2 separate regions of the Mus musculus genome follow, and region 1 is linked to region 2. Evidence: chromatin contacts called from public Hi-C data. All regions are on one chromosome and are shown on one strand. Each heading gives the region's core, a stretch centred on a gene start, on an enhancer-like site or on the middle of the called end of the contact. The rest is flanking DNA. Distances are from core to core; before and after follow the strand shown.

Region 1 (2,700 bases), core at 37-2,536, 550 kb before region 2:
GTTTGCAGGCACACAGGTCTATGCCCTAGAAAATGCCTCTGAAGTCTATTGCTAATCAGACTAAACAAAGCATTTTAAAGAGCAGATGAAGTTTAAGAAAAAAAAAAAGTGGCATGTTCTGTGTGAAGAATATTACGTCACCTCACCTGCTCTTGAATCGGTATGCTGGCACCATGTAACTGTCTGGAGATTTCTCTCCCGGCAAAGAAAGACTGGAATTATTTATGTTTTCATTGTGTCACATTACACGAAGCTACAACGCATAATAATTGGAAAAAAGAAGCCTCAGGTGACACAGATGGTAGTACCAATTGTTTAAGGGGGGAAAAAAATCCCGATCACAAGCTTTGCATTAAAACTACTCTGACAAATGAAATCATCATAGAGGGGAAAAACAGAACTGAGATTGAATAACAATTCCGGGTTCCTGTCACCTTCCTCCATATCGAGATTCATCTCTGCCATTAAAGTCGCTTCAGAGTAAAATAAGGACAGTGTTTCCTGTTTCACAGGATAGAGATTAAACACTGCAAGAGAAGAAAGGAGAAGCCCCTGAACATTTCGGAGGGATCTAATTTGGAAAATGAAGATACACGTGTTTGCTGCCTCTAAGTACCCTTCTGTACCCGTCATACATGACCTGTCTCTGTGTTCTATCTCTCTGCTGTGTGGGAATAGCAGCCACAAGTTAATAGAGGATCAGAAGAAAGAGGGTGGTTACTTTAAAGGTTTTTTTTTTTTCCATTTTCTCAAGGCCACCATGGAGGTGTCAGCTTATATAAAAATAGCAGATACATAGAGCATTTAAACAACCTTTTCTGAAATGTTTATGGCTCTGATCTCATGTTGAGGGTGTCATTTGTATAACCTTAATATTTAAGATGTCGCTGCTGCTCTTTCCTTCTTGCCCTTTATATTGAACAATGACACAGTTGACAAGGGGAGCATCAAATACAGCTGCCAAGTGTGACGCGTAACCCAGAGGCTTTGCAAACTCAGGGTCCGTGGGATGCTCACCCTGCTGCTCGGAGCTGCAGACATCCTGGGCAGTACCAGTCCCTGGGCTTGGCAATGTCCTTCCACACCTAAAGCAGCCTCTATTATATGATTTTTTTTTCCCTGTCTCTTGGCTTCCAGAGAGCTAAGCCAAAGATTTCTCTTTGTGAGTCTTTTGAGGTTTTGTTGCCTGCCGCTCCCAGTCTGCCCCGTCTCTCATTCTATCATAAGCTGCCTGGCCCTCTTCCTGTCTTCTCTCCTCTGTGCGTGACTTGCCTTAAGAGATTCACTTACAGTTGCAAGCTTCCTCTGCTGGTTGGCAGGCTGAGCCGTAGGATTTCATTTTTAGTGAGTGTTATGGTTCTTGATGTCCCCTTTGATATAAATAGAGCTCTGAAAATTTTCAGCCAAAAAAAGGGGGGGAGGGGAGGGGGAGGAAAGCATTCCATATAAAGCCTGTGAGGACCAGGAGAAAGCTCAAAGGAGATGAATGAACTAATCCTGCCAAAGGAAGTCTTCCCCAAGTGGACCCGGAGTGAAAAGTTGGCATCAGTGACCTGCTCTATTGCCTCATTTTTCATGACTTTGAAGGGAGGTCCTGGGAAAGGGGACCACATTTAATCACCTTTCAAATCTTTACAAACTATTTTAGGGCATGAAGAAGGGCTCAGTGAGTAAGCACATTTGCTCCATTAGGCCTGATGTCCTGAGTCTGATCCCTTGATACTCACGGTGGAAAGAGAGAATCAATTTCCAAAATAATGTTCTCTGTCCTTCATGGGTATGTCATGGCATAGACGCCTGTCCCCGTGCGCACGCCCGCGCGCGCACACACACACACACACACACTTTAAAAAAATAAAATTACAGAGTCTCTTTTGTCAGTTATTACTATTATCAATTAGTTTTTAAAAAGCACACAAGCGCTTGCGCTCTTATCTATCTATCTATCTATCTATCTATCTATCTATCTATCTATATCATGTGTTGGGTTGTTCACAACCAACTTTAGTTTCAGTTCCAGGGGTCTCTTAATCAGGGCTATATAAGCATATGCACTTGTGTACATATATACAGACACAGACACATTGCGTGCAAACACACACACATAAACATAATTAAAAATAAATTAAAAATGTTTAAAAGTTAAAAGACGTACAACAGCAGTACATACAGTATTTTTTCTATTACTTAATTTTATGTCTATTTTACATAGGCAACTTTTACTCCCACTTCTTCAGGGATCGCCCATAAGAGTGTAAGTGTCCATTGCAGTACGCAGTAGGGAATATTTCATTTCTGCTCCAGAAAGAGCCATCCATCAATAACTTCTGGTGCTCATCCAGGTCTCATATCCCACGTTACTGTGTATGCAGAATGTCTTCTGAAAGTTGTAAAGATCTCTATAATCTTTTGAGCTAGAACAGCTTCCCCGGAGGCCGAATTTATATTCTAACAGCATATTCTCCATTTTTTTTCATCTCCCCAAGACACCCTCAGGAAAAGATTACCTTTCAGACTCACCTATAATCTATTCATACCTTAGCACTATTAGGAGTGAGAAATGTCTCTAACCCATGTTATGTGTCACACATACAGCCAATCCACTAATACTTAGAGGTCCTAACTAATTCTGTTTATAGCCACTAATTTTGACCTACTAGTTACTGAAATCATAACAACAGAAGGACCAGAGAGCTGTGT
Region 2 (2,700 bases), core at 161-2,660:
GTTTTGCCAGCATAAGGTAAATTAACAGCAGCAAAATGATATTTTTATTTGATTAAGAAAATGTATTTTTTTTAGCAATGAGGATTTATTTTACAGGTCTGTAAGAAGTAGGGGAATAGAACACTAAAATGACTGTGCTTGCAAGTGTCATTAGTTGGTTAAAAATGAAAAAAATATTTTAAGAAATTATGGTCTTTTTAATTCTTGAGCTTCATGTGGTCTGTGAATTGTATCTTGGGTATTCTGAACTTTTGGGCTAATATCCACTTATATGAATGACAGTTCTCTACCCTGACTTTCTTCTGTAAAGAAACTGAAGAGTTGATGAGAATAAAGCAAAGAGATCTGAACTTCCTTCAAAGTATGATGATTAATGATGATGGTGGTGGTGGTGGTGATGCTGCCAGAGAACACAAACTTCACAATTTGCATTTCCTGACATACTTCCTCTGCAACTTTAACTAATATTCTCCCTCAAAAATCCCACTGAACATTCACTGAAATGCAGATAGCACAAGTCAGTCATTTTTTGGAAAACATTTAAAGATGTACAACATCTTACTGGTAGTTTAGCTTGATGAAATTCATACATTGTTTTAGGAGATTCAGAGCTAGAAGATATAAAGGGTGATTTTCTTTCCTTGTCTTTTCCCCGGAATAATATTTCACACCATAAAGTGGAAAATTTGACTGCATTTTTAGTCACACAATTAAGGAGTTTAGTATACTGTCAGCACTGAACTATCATCTTCATGGCCTGCCATTATTATGAAAGGTCAATGGTGGATTAAATGTGTGATGAAATAACGCCGCCGACGGTGACAAAATGTCAGTGATTAGATGCTATACTGAGAAACATCCCTACAATGAGATGTTGTATAACAAGATGACCTTGTAATGAAACAGTCAACAAAATATGGCCAAAACAAATTATTTCAGTCTGTATACACACACACTACACACACACACACACACACTCATACACACACACACACACACACACACTCATACACACACACACACACACACACACACACACACACACTCATACACACATACACACACACACACACACACACACACACACACACACACACACACACACACACACACATGCTCACATACCCTGAGAAGAAACATGGCATGTTGGGTGCCTAGTTGCTTTATGATTTATATTGATAGAAAATCTTATTTTTTTTTAAATTTACATCAGAACCTGCTAGCACATTTAAATGCGGGAAAAGTTTCTCCTCCTTTTCTTTCTGGGACACTGCGGGTAGTCTCTTTCATCTCCCTGCTTCAGACTCTGTGGAATGTGGCAGAGCAGGTGATCCTGGCATCTCTGAGTCAAGAGAGCTAGTTCAATCAGTGCTTTTGCGCTTGCCACCTCTCCCACCTCCTTCCCAGTTGGAACAGTGAGCTCTCTCTGAAAGCTTCTGCAAATGATGACAAGGAGGAGAGAGTTCTCAGGGAGAGCAGCTGAGCTTTAATGCCAGGAAAACTGTTCCAAATGTAAAACACATTTTGAAAATCTAAATGGGTGCCCCTGAAACCACATCAAGAGAACCTTTAATGATCCTCAGAACCAGCCTTTTTTTTTTTTTTTTGCTCCCAGTCAGTAGGAAGATTGTTTCAAATCTGTTTGTGCCCGAAGCACTTTTGATTGTGACAGTCTTCTCATTCATGGGCTAAACATGGCGTCCCACTGGAAGTGCCATCTAGGCTCACAGCAATACAATATGATATGAAAGTATAAACAGAAGCCGGCACTGCTTTTTCTCCTCGGAGATAACAAGTGCGACTAGATTTTTCAGACCTCCTATTATGCCATAAAAATAAAAAAGGAAAGTAAGACCTGCTCTTTGTCAGTTGCCTGCTTCATGAGAATGGAATGTACCCCGTCAAAATGGGGCCTCAATTCTGGCACCTAACACTTATTCATTTTTCTTTCACAAGACAAATAGCTGTGAGCATCATTCTGAACTTCTGTCTGATTTTAATGATGTCTAATCATAATTGATTAAGCAATCAGTAGGTTTTTTTCCCTTATGATGTGTTTTTATTCTTAATCACGTGTATGTCTCTGTGTCTGTGTGTGGGTTTGTGCACTTGAGCATGGGTCTTGACCTTCTAGGGGCTAGAAGAGAGAACTGGATCCCTGGAACCGAAATTGTGGGCAGTTTCCAGCAGACCAACTTGGATACTGGGAAGTGAACTCAGGTTGTCTGCAAGATGGCCTTCTTAGCTCTGAGCTATTGCTCCCATGGACTGTTCCATAATCTGACTTAGTTTTTCTTTTTTAAGTCTGTGCCCCCAAATAAGGGCTTAGCTGTACCTAATGATCAAGATTCCTAGCGTACACATTAGTATCTCAGATGCTTGTAGCACTGTTCCTTGTAGTAATGGGCTGACGAGATAAAATAACCCTAGTTTTCTGTATAGATGGATATACTCTACCCTCATTATAGAACTATTTTCAAAAGCCAAGGATACTGAAAGTTATAACAGTAATGTCAGCCCTCATGATTAAATCATGAGGCACATGAGTTTTCCGTTTAAATTTGATGTTCTCATGATCTCAATATTTTTCATGCAAATCTTGTTATTTCTGCATCCTTTCACACTCCAGCTTAAATTGCTTGTCAATCGCCTCGCTTTTCTTGAGTGTAGCACTTCTGAGCTTCTCCAATACGATTTTAT

Evidence for each region. Hi-C and Micro-C count contacts between places; a contact is called where the count stands out from the background.
Region 1: a contact with region 2 is called in a Hi-C map of cortical neurons, with 2.1 times the contacts expected there. The contact joins two enhancer-like sites. A contact is called at or near these places in 2 of 484 Hi-C or Micro-C datasets (cerebral cortex and cortical neurons).

Annotation. Positions count from the first base shown.
Region 1 is chr16:70,642,392-70,645,091 of GRCm38.p6, reverse strand. No RefSeq gene overlaps it. Among named protein-coding and RNA genes, the nearest start is that of D16Ertd519e, 27 kb to the right of the region's middle. Within about 2 kb of position 1,286, at least 8 of the 459 cell types and tissues checked have an H3K27ac peak or open chromatin away from gene starts, as enhancers often do. A contact at or near this core is called in cortical neurons, where this site is marked.
Region 2 is chr16:70,092,126-70,094,825 of GRCm38.p6, reverse strand. No RefSeq gene overlaps it. Among named protein-coding and RNA genes, the nearest start is that of Gm36766, 130 kb to the left of the region's middle. Within about 2 kb of position 1,410, at least 21 of the 459 cell types and tissues checked have an H3K27ac peak or open chromatin away from gene starts, as enhancers often do. A contact at or near this core is called in cortical neurons, where this site is marked.